Regions from separate parts of the Sus scrofa genome. Here region 1 is linked to region 2. A link is a contact called in public Hi-C data. All regions are on one chromosome and are shown on one strand. The core of a region is the stretch at or near the end of the contact, and the rest is flanking DNA. Distances in the headings are between cores, read along the strand shown. Region 1 holds the start of CARMIL2 (capping protein, Arp2/3 and myosin-I linker protein 2). Region 2 holds the start of ZDHHC1 (probable palmitoyltransferase ZDHHC1).

Region 1 (5,716 bases), core at 3,038-5,537, 190 kb after region 2:
GGTTGATGCATTTTGTACTTAGCTGTACTGTGTGATATTTTTCATTATTTTAGGACGCCAACACGAGACCTGTAATAAAATATGTAATGGGGTTGAAAGCTGGGGAGGAGGATCTACTGCTGTACAGCTAATAAATCATAACGGATTAACAAGTGCTCCATACACTCTCTCTTGTGTGATTCCTGCCTAATGAGGGGCCCACAGGGGTCCATGTGCATAGATAGCCTCAGGCAGTGCAGGCCCCCCTCATCTTTCAGAGGCAAGCTGTGTTTCCCATGATGACGACCACTTCCCCTCGACCAAATGGGAGATGATCTTGGCGGATGAAGGAACATCGAGTGCATCCTGCTGCAAGTTTTAATGACCCAGGAGTGTGCGTAAGTAGAGAGGTGAGTGGATAGATGGCTGGCTGCCAGTCTCCATGATCCACCTGAGGAGTGGGTTCCCTGTGGTAGAGTAGGTGGAACACAATGTAGAAGAAAAGGGGCCTACAGGAAGCTCTGGCCTCGGGAATATCAGCTCAGGGAGGACTGGGGTCAGTACCTTGAGCTTTGCCAAGTACAGGGGAACATAGAAGCCAGGCCCAGTTTGCTCCAGAGAAGTTCCTTTGAAAGGGGAGATAGGTATGCCACCACCTGGCTGTTGAGGGGAGAGTCCTATAGCATAGCTGCTTATTAGCACCAAGGAAGCAGGGCGCAAAGGGCATAGTGTTAGGGTATTAGTGAAAGAATCTTGCTGCTCCTGGCTATTTCTGGGCAGATGGCTTTGGCAAACCGTTTTGGGGTTTTTTGTTGTTTTTTTGCTTTTGTTTTTTGAGCTGCACCCAAAGCATATGGAGGTTCCCAGGCTAGGGGTTGAATCAGAGCCACAGCTGCTGGCCTACACCACAGCCACAGCAACATGGGATCCAAACTGTGTCTGCAACCTACACCACAGCTCACGGCAATGAGGGATCCCCGACCCACTGAGTGAGGGCAGGGATCGAACCCTCATCCTCAAGGATACTAGTTGGACTCATTTCCACTGCGCCACAGCAGGAACTCCTAGCAAACCTATTTTAGGTGAAGGCTTTGGCAACTAATCACAGGTTTTTTTAGTCAAAATTCCAGCTTACCAGTTTTCAGTGAAAAGTAACAGGACTAGATGTTGTGAAGCCTTTGCTTGGTGCTATCCATGCAGTAGGGTCTCCCAGAAAACCTGATGTCATCTGGGGCCTCAGGACTGAACCATGCAGGCAGTTCATGGTTGAACAGAACTTGGACAGAATATTTGTGGCCTGAGGCTCTTGGGCATTTGGTCTCTATCCCGTGCATGGGCTAACCTACCAGAGTTATTTCAGTGGGCACATAGCTTTTTTAAATTTTTTAAGTTTGTTGGTTTTTTTTTGTTTTTTTTTTGTTTGTTTGTTTGTTTTAATTTCTTTCTTTTCTGCCACACCCTGAGGCATTTGGAAGTTCCTAGGCTAGAGATTGAATCTGGCCAGATACCTGACCTACACCATAGCTGCAGCCAACGTCGGATCCTTAACCTGCTGCACTAGAACCGGCACCTCTGCAGAGACAAGCTGGATCATTAACCCACTGCGCCACAGCAGGAACTCTTTAAATTTTTAAGTATTTATAATAGAAACTATCTCTTCACAGAACAGTAAGCAGTTTATCTGTATCTTTAACGTAGCTTTTCTTTTTTCATTGTATTCCGTTTAACAAGTGAATTTGTTTTTGTTGGGGGGGGGGCGAGAAAAGTGATGTTCTGATGTAGTTGAGGATGTAAAGGAATCCCCATTGACATAGCCCCATGACAGATTCTGCATGACTCCATTGCATGTAAAACCTCCGTAGTACTCCACACCACAGAACTTCGGACCGGAGGTTCCCTGGCCTGTCTGTAGCACTCTTCCCCACTCTTACACCATAGTTGCCCCTGGAGTAGAGAAATAGCCTACTCCCTTTCCACAGGTGGGCTGTGTGGCCCTGTACCCTACTGCCCAGCACAGCTAGCCCTGAGCTCTGTCCTCCTTTTGGTCAAGATCTTGTGGCAGTTCTGGGAGCTGTACCCTGGCCTGTCACCCTGTGCTCCTTGGAACACACACAGCTTATTCCTCATTACAAGCTTTTAGCATTTCCTGAGCGCCCACAAAGTGTCATGCTGCCTAGAACACAGAGATGAAAGAGCTGACGGCCTCTCCCTCTCAAAAGAGTCACTCTGTTGTGGGAGCTGAGCCCCATGTGTTCACTTTGTCTCTGATGTGTTTTATCACTGCCACCCTGATGGCCAGTAGTTGTGAAGGTGTGTGGCTAGCCCAGCACCCTACTCTGATCTCCAGGCTGATCCCGGTTTCCTCCTCCACAACTCCCTGCTTGTCCCTGCAGCACTCACTGGTAAGGGACTGATGCAGCTGTTGGTCCCGAGATGCCTTCTGCCTGGGAGTAGCTCAGGCCCTTTGGCACTAATTCTTGTATTTCTCATTCTTGTCATTCTAAGCAGAAAAATCCCAGTGCAGCAGGTTTTCTATCATTCTGTTTTGGAGTCTTCAAGATGCCATATTAAGACTTGGCAAATGTGAGTGTTCACTGAGTTCCAGGCACTGTCATAAGTACTTTTCTGTTTTGTTTTGTTCAAAATTTTATGGCCGCACCTGCGGCATATGGAAGTTCCAGGTCAGGGATTGAATCTGAGGCATAGCCTCAACCTACGCTACAGTTGTGACAATGCCCGATCCTTTAACCCACTCCACTGGGGCTGAGGATCGAACCCACACCTCAGCAGTGACCCAAGCCACAGCAATAGGATGTTTAACCCACTGTGTCAAAGTAGAAACTCCACTCCCTCCCTTAGTAAACATTTAATCCTTACACTTAAAGGTAAATTAATAGTCCCAGTGCACAAAACAGAAACTGGAAGCGCAGAAAGATTAAGTGACTAAGTGTCAAACAGCCAGTAGATAGGTGGAGTCGGGACTTGATTTCGGGTAGTGTGCTTTCAGAACCTGCATTCTTGACTGCTTGGCCATACTGTATATGAGAGCTGCTGAGCTCACACACTGAAAGCAGTTTGTGGGCTCTATGTGGTCTTGTTAAGGGTCTTGACTTGAACTCTCATTTTAAGTTGGGAGGCAGCAGAGCAAGACCACTGTGGGCAGAACTCAGCACCCTCCCCAAGCGAAGTTCTATTTGGCCCCAGGCTGTCACACCTGGCCAGTTCCTTTAGGGGAGGTGGCTTTCTCCAAGTTGTTACTAGATATTAATACTTCCCATTTGTCCTAATTATTGGTAGACTTCAGAAAAGGGAGATGAGGTGTTTTTGGGGGTGAGTTATCAGTAGGGGTGGTCAGATGACCAGAAAAATTCTCCTACCCTCTCTAGGCCCCAAGGTGAGGAAGAGAAGCTAGAGTTGGGAAAGAAACCAAGAGACTCTGCCCAGAGTCTCAGCTCTTCTCAGGTTATTCCACCTCTCCCTGGCTGAGCTGTGGGCAGGGCAGAGGGCTGTTCCTTATCTCATAAATAGAATTTAATTAGATTGTAGAAGAAAAAAAAAAATGAATCCCTTCCTGTGAACCCTCCAGAATCTAAGTCCCTGTTCTTTTATAGGGCCTCATGCTCCTATGTGCACCCATGACCTTCTGACCCCTGAAGACAATAGCTTCCCTCTCTCCTAGTGGTTCTCCCCTCCCCAAACTCCTGCTCAGGAAGAATGTGGATGGACATGGGAGAACCCCCCCTCCCCATTATTTGCCTTTGCTTGTGAGTCACTCTATCCCTCCCTGTAGCCCTTGAACTTAATGAAAGCTGCATCTGAGCCTATCATGTTTTTCCCATCTTTCAACAGTTTGTGTCTCCCAGACCGGTCAGGGGCTCCAGGTTAAGCGCAAAAGAGCCCTCAAGGTAATGACTCAGGTGTTGGGAGAGATCTGATGCTCCTTGCGGAACAAACAGCCCTTGCGTCGGCCCACTGTCCACCTCCCTAGCTGGGCTTTGGAGGGGATGGACGGACGGAGGCGGACCACAGAGATCCTCGAGTGGGCAGCGCCCCCTGGTGCTCCCCGCAGGGACTGTGGGGTGGGGTGGTAGTAGGGGGCTAGGAATCGAAAGAAGCCTTCGACATGCTCACCCCTCCCAGCCACACCACTGCCCATGTCTGCCCTAACCAAGTAGCTCCTGCGCATCAGGGAGGGCTGGCGGCAGCTGTGACTCTGCCCCCTCCTACACCCTTGTACCCGAGCGACATCTCCCGGCCCTCAGAGGCCAGGCAGGGAGGAGCCGGGCTGGGGGCCGCCTGGCAGGAAGCAGCTCGTACCTTCCGCTACTGGAGGAGCAGGTGGCTGCAGTGCGGCCCGGGCCCTAGCTTCCTGTACGTGCCGCCTCTACGGTTTCTCATCGGAGCTCCTTGGGCCCCCCGGCCGCCCACTGGGCAGGCCCCATGGCCCAGACCCCAGATGGCATATCCTGCGAACTCCGAGGTAAGCACTGGCCCATCTCATCTATTTGGCTGGGAGGAAGCAGTGAGGGCCCAGAACCAGAGGCCCACCCAGCACCCCAAGACACTGAGTAAGCGATTCCCTCTGATCCTCTGGGGGGCCTGACCCCCTAGATCCACTCCCCTCCTTCCTTGCTGGTCTGTAGATGAGCCGAGGCCCTCTAGCCTGGTACAGACTATGGACTTGAACTGACCTCCATGGGAGGACCAAATCACTCAGCAGGCTGCCCTTCCACAGGCGAGATCACCAGGTTCCTGTGGCCCAAGGAAGCTGAGCTGCTGCTGAAAACGTGGCTGCCAGAGCGGGAGGGTGCTGAGCAAGGCCATGTCCTGGTATGGTGGGGAGGGGTGGGGGCAAGAGGCCGCTGGGGCCCAGGCAGAAAAAGCCTCTTCCCTGCCCAGGATGTCAGACACTCTCTCCCTTCAGGCACTGCTCCGATGGAGAGCCTACCTGCTCCACACCTGCCTCCCCCTGAGGGTGAGTCCCAGGGCTCAGCTGCCACCCCTTGCCCTCCAGCAGCTTCCTTGATAAGGGCTGCATCTACAGTGCTATCCATCTTGTCCTTCTGGGCTCTGCCCTTCCAGCAGCACTGGGTTCCCAGCAGCAGGCAGGTCTGGTTCTGAGTTCCAGGCTATACAAAGAACTGGGCTCCCAAGAGGGTGGGTGGGGCTCAGGCCTTTTTCCCAGCTGACCCAGGCACTCCATAGGTGGATTGCACATTCAGCTACCTAGAGGTCCAGGCCATGGCGCTGCAGGAGACACCCCCTCAGGTGAGACCCCCTGCCAGTACCCCGCTGGGCCTGCAGTCTTCCATCCCACTATACATGGAGCCCAACACCCCCACCCTCTCTCTCCAGGTCACATTTGAGCTAGAGTCCCTGCCTGATCTGGTCCTGGAGTTTCCCGGCGTGGCTGCACTGGAACAACTGGCCCAGCACATCGCTGCCGCCATCAGGAAGGTCTTCCCTCGCTCGACCCTTGGGTGAGGCCCAGCAGCTAAAGGGGCAGCTGGGGGTGTTCTGAATGGCACCATGGGCCGCCTCACTCCCAGGGCCTAGAAGACCCTTGACCACTTCTTCATGCCCGTCCTCAGGAAGCTATTCCGGAGGCCCACGCCCCCCTCCATGCTGGCTCGGCTGGAGAGAAGCAGCCCCTCAGAGGCCACCTCACCCAGCAGCCCCTGTGGTAAGGGCCACACAGGGCTTCCAGCCCCCCTGCTCCTATACCCCTGATGCCTGA
Region 2 (5,259 bases), core at 421-2,920:
AGGACAAAAATGAGGGAGCAGCATAGAGCTGAAAGAAGGCCAAGGGCAGAGGCAAAGGTTGTTGATTTCAACAAGGAAATCAACTCCCTTGATCCTAAGAGCAAGCCTTGAGGAACACCCACCAAGAAAGTCATTAAGAACAAAGTTGTGAAACAACAGAGTAAAAAAAACAAAAGAAAAAAACTGGCTAATTAAGTACCACTGTTGCTTTTATTGCATCTCATGGTGATTATCTGTTTACAAATCCATCTCCCACAGCGAACCACCAGTTCCACAAAAACAGGGACCATCCCTCAACCATCTCTAATTCCAGCTCTCCTTCAAGAAGGGGAAGTTAAGCTACTTCTACCAAGTCTGCTACCATCACTTTAATCCAAGCCCCAAACATAGCTCCCCTACGGTATTTCAGTGATGACAATAACCATCTCTAGCATTTAGAGCGCACTTATTCACTTCCAGTCACTGCTAAAAGTGCTTTGATGAAACTCACTTATTAAACCCTCACCACTCTCTGAGGTAGGTCCAATCATTTCAAATTCTTCTCACAGACCTCTAATCATTGGTCTCAGATGTGGCTGGCCACTCACTTTCTCTCTCATAAGCAACATGCAGTACAATATGCCCATTTCACTGATGAGGCCACTGAGGCTCAGAGAGATTAAATTAGTTCTAGAAGGCACTGCTAGACTGGCAGAACTAGGATGGTCCTCAACTGACTTCCTGTTGTGCCCTGTCACAACCACACTGCCCACAGCAGCCAGAATGAGGTGACTTTTCAAAACTTGAAACTCATCAAAACCCATCAGTGGTTTCCTCCTCATTTCTCAGGATAAAGTTGAAACCCCCACCACATCCTTCAAGGCTCCCCTCATCCTTTCTATTCCTCTGTACTTGTGCCTCCAGATCTTTCCATTTGCTTTTGCCTCTTCCAGAAACATCCTTAACCCTGATCACAATGCTGGCTCCTTTTCAACCTTCAGGTCTTGGTTGAAAAGTCACATGATACAACAGACCTTTCCGAACCATCTCCCGCCATTTCATCACCAGAGCATTTAACCTGACCTGAACTCACTTTAGTCGTGTATCCGGCGCCTGCTTTGCCCCCTATCCCCGCACCCCAGGCCCCGCCCCTTCTGAACTCTGCGGGTTCTGGAGATAGACAAGTCCTCTTTGGAGCCCTCTGTGGCCCCGCGCCTGGCAAAGAGCCTGGCACACAGCAGATGCTCAGCGCAGATCTGTGAACCTTATGAATACCAGAAGGAAGCCCGGCGATCTGCCCACTACCTGGAGCCCAGGCCGCGGGCTCCAGTCACAGAGCTCAGCCACGCGGCGGCAGCTCCACCCCGGTAGCTCAGCCAGGCTTCCAGGTGAGAACTGGGGCAGGGGCTCCTCACCTGCGCGTGGTGGCAGCCGAGCTAGAACGGTCCTGCCAAGGTCACTCAGAGGGTTCAGCCCCCGCCTGGACGTACACCCACCCCAGGGCGGCCGCGCTTCAGACTCTCGAGGTGGAGAAGGTCCGCGGGACTGGGCTATGGTGCACTCTGGATCAGGGCCCCATCCGGCGTAGTTTGGCCTCTCAAGTCTTCTGGGTCGGGCTCCAGCGGGCGGGCTGTACCGCCTGGCCAGGCCGCCGCGGGCTGGGCCTCGTCCGGCGATGGGCCTGTTCCCCTGGCAACGGCGCGGGCTACGGCGCCCCACAGCGGCCAAAGCGCGTTGCGTCACGTCGCGCAGGCCCCCCCCCCCCCAGCTCCGGGCGGGGCTCACCGGAGACCACCCGGCCCCTCAGCCGGCACATTCTCTGTTCCTTTCCAGCATTTCTCTTCAAAAACCCAGTTTCGCTTACCCCAGTTTGAAACTTGTCTTCTTAAAATCCTAACGTCTCAGAGGCGTCCTCCTCCAGATTCTTCCCTGAGCCCCACCACTCTCAGAGAGACCCTGAGTCAGCTGGCACACTTTAATGAGGGTATGTACTAGGCACTGGACATACCATGAGGGACGCCCACGAGATCGCTGGCCTTTAGGGAGATTGCAGGCTAAGAGAAAGACAGAACTCGACAAGTAAATATGCAGGTGGCCCATAGTATAAAGTGTGAAGTATAAGAGCTCAAAATATCTCCTTCCTTTGGTTCCTTTAAATCAATCATGAATCCTATTGGGAGCTCCCATCTTCCAGGTTGGTGGGAAATTCAGTGTTGTTCTCTTCTCTTTACCCAGGCTATTCCAAGGACTTGGGATCTCCTGCAGCAGCAAACACTCTGAGAAGCACTCTCTGATCATGGGTCCTCTCTGGTACTGAGGCTACAGACATTGTCCCACCCCAGGACTTTTAGATTTGGGGCCTCTTGGGACCATGCCTGCTGCCCCTCAGGGCCTGCCATGGGAAAGGCAACTGGTTCTTCTCTTCTAGGCCCTGAAGAATCTCTTCCCTTTCCCTCCTGGGCCTGGCTTCCCTGAATGCTCCCTCTCCCCTCCACTTGGGGACACTCAGAATGGACCTTCCCATGAGCTCAGACTTTCTCAAAAGACAGGAAGAGGCTTTGTCTTCCACCAGCTATCCTATCCATATCTCCAAGTCCTTAAAATGGTGAGCAGCTGCTTGGTTACGTACTCAGAATGGGCTGGACAGAAAACATCCCCATCCCTAAAATGGATCAGCCACAAGCATACAACAAAAGAAACATATCAAGTCCTGTTCTGTCACAGGCTAATTGTCACAGTCCTGTGCAAGTGTCTTTTTGTTTCCCCACCATACAAAGTCTTGTTTCCAGGACTGATAAAATCAAACTTGATGTGGAGTAAGTATCAACACTACTCTGGCCTCAGAAATATGAGATGACTCCTCAACTCTTATCCGGAATCGTAGAACTTAGTGTCAAAAAGAGATGGTGACCTGGAAATCAAGGTGGAAGATATACGCTCACAGGGAAGGGAGGAAGAGAGGGACTCGAGAGTCAAGCCATCTAGGCCCTGCATCCACCTGCTTCCCAGGCACTTTTCCTAGATGTCCCATGTTTATCTAAATGCCACAAATCCCTCCCTGCTCTCTTTGTCATTGCCACAAACCTGCTCCTCCCTTCAGGCCTGGAGCACCACTACCTACCTGGTCTCCTCCTAGTCTTTGCGCATCTAACCCAGACAGCCCCAAGACCAAGCAGTCCACTCTCTGAAACGTGTCCTATGTCCATTCTTCCCATTCCACTCCAGCCTGGACCACCAGCATCTTCCTTGCTTACTCTGCAGCAGCCTCCTGTCTTGTCTCCCTAACATCAACATCCTGCTTCCAGTCCTTCCTCCTCCTAGCCGCCAAGCTAATCATTCGTTCTCTTTATTTGTTAAAATAGGTGGTAGTCTGGGGAGTTCCTGTCATGGCTCAGTGGTTAACGAACCCGACTAGGATCCATGAGGTTTTGAGTTCGATCCCTGGCCTCGCTCAGTGGACTAAGGATCTGGTGTTGCCATGAGGTGTGGTGTAGGTCGAAGACATGGCTCCGATCCTCCATTTCCGGGGCTGTGGCTAGTCCGGTAGATGTAGCTCTGATTCGACCCCTAGCCTGGGACCTTCCATATGCTGCGGGCACAGCCCAAAAAAAAAAAAAAGGTGGTAGTCTGAATAATGATCACCCAAAGGTGTCCATATCCTAATCTCTGGAATTTATGAATATCTGAATATGTCACCTTACATAGCAAAGTGTACTTTGCAGATATGATAAGGATCTTGAGATGGGGAAGATTATCCTGGATTATCCAGGTGGCCTCAGTGTAATCACAAGGGGCCTTAAAAGAGGGAGGCATGAGAGTCAGAGTGGGAGGAGATATGATGATAAAAGCAGAGGTCAGAAATATTTGAAGATACTGTACTTCTGGCTCTGAATATGGAGGAAGAAGCCATGAGCCAATGAATGCAGGTGTCCTCTAGAAGCTGGAAAAGGCAAGGAAACAGATTCTCTCCTAGAGCATCCAGAAGGAACTAGTCAGCTGACACCCCTTGACTTTAGCCCAGTGAAACCCATTCCAAACTTTTGACCTCCAGAACTGTAAGATAATAAATTTTTGTTGTTTTGAGCCACTGAATTTGTGGCACTTTGTTGTTTCAGCAATACGAAACGAATGCAGTTTCAAATAGGGTTAAGTATGCATGCATTTAACCAATTAAAGCTGTATCACTTGATATGCTTAGATTCCCTAGATGTGTATCTGAGTGACTTCAGGCTAAGCTCTCTGAAAAGAAGACTCCCTCTGGCCAAATTTGCTTCTTAATGGCACAGGGAGTTTGATGGTGTTCTAAGTCTGTCATCTTGGTGTGGTCCCCAAACCAGAACCCAGCACTGCCCAGGGCATCACCTACTGAGAAAGATCACATATTGCTAACACCACTGCATCAGTCTTCTGTCTAAGATTCTTCCAGCGCTTCCTTTTGCCTTTAGGATCAATTGAAATGCCAAAGCATGGCTTCCAAAGCCTGGCTCAGTAAGCTCCTGCCCACCTTCTCGTCCCTGTCACCTGATAGGTGCATCTCCTGAAACCCAAGTCATTTGCTTCTACCCTCAGGCCCTTTCCCACAGGGTTCCCTGTATTTGGAGTGTAGTTTCAGCTCCTCCTGCCCCCTCTGGCAAGTTTCTGTGAAAACATGAGACATGTTTTTCTGGGACAGAAGTCAGCCCCTCAGGCAGGACTTGTTCCTGCCCAGAGCTGCTGCCCCTGACCAGCAAGGCAAGTCTGCCCAGGGTGAACAGTCCCTTTCAGTAGGGACAAAAAGCCTGACTGTGGTTTAAAGAACTTGTGCACGTGTGTGTAAGAAGATTCCAAGCTAGCTTATCTGACTCCTAGAACTACCAGGACAGACTCCTGGGCAGCCGATCCCACCCTGGGCTGGATCCAACAGCCCATCCTTCATTAGTGCCAATGTATGCCCAGGCTTCCTATGACTTGTCACATGTCTCAGGGCATGTCAGTAGTTACCTGTTTCAATCCCAGGTCTGCCAGTCACCAACTAGGTAAATTCTTTAACCTTTCCAAATCTCAGTTTGCTCTGATGTGAGGTGGAGGTAACAATAGCTAATGCACAGGGCCATGATGAGGCCTGAAAATGTGGTCTTACATATGAAGCACACAGAGTGTTTCATTGATAGTGGACATTGATTCATATAATCTAGACCCTACTTGTTTTTCTACCAAGAAATGATGCTCTCCATTTCATTAGATAATGGAATTAAATTTTAATTATCAAATTAGCCTGGTGGGTCAGGGTTAGCCACAGCT

What was found. Hi-C and Micro-C count contacts between places; a contact is called where the count stands out from the background.
Region 1: a Hi-C map of blood shows a contact between it and region 2, with 2.5 times the contacts expected there. The contact joins the promoter of CARMIL2 here to the promoter of ZDHHC1 in region 2. A contact is called at or near these places in 2 of 47 Hi-C or Micro-C datasets (blood and mesenteric adipose tissue) and 1 of 2 datasets of contacts at active chromatin or transcription factors (alveolar macrophages).

Annotation. Positions count from the first base shown.
Region 1 is chr6:28,260,843-28,266,558 of Sscrofa11.1, forward strand. It overlaps CARMIL2 (capping protein, Arp2/3 and myosin-I linker protein 2), which reads left to right and starts at 4,288. Exons shown (of 39, transcript XM_021094090.1): 1 at 4,288-4,459; 2 at 4,715-4,809; 3 at 4,904-4,954; 4 at 5,185-5,247; 5 at 5,335-5,459; 6 at 5,571-5,662. The coding sequence starts at 4,420. It overlaps CTCF (CCCTC-binding factor (zinc finger protein)), which reads left to right. Exons shown (of 10, transcript NM_001244660.1): 10 at 1-167.
Region 2 is chr6:28,069,865-28,075,123 of Sscrofa11.1, forward strand. ZDHHC1 (probable palmitoyltransferase ZDHHC1) reads right to left here and starts at 1,671. Exons shown (of 14, transcript XM_013998265.2): 1 at 1,395-1,671.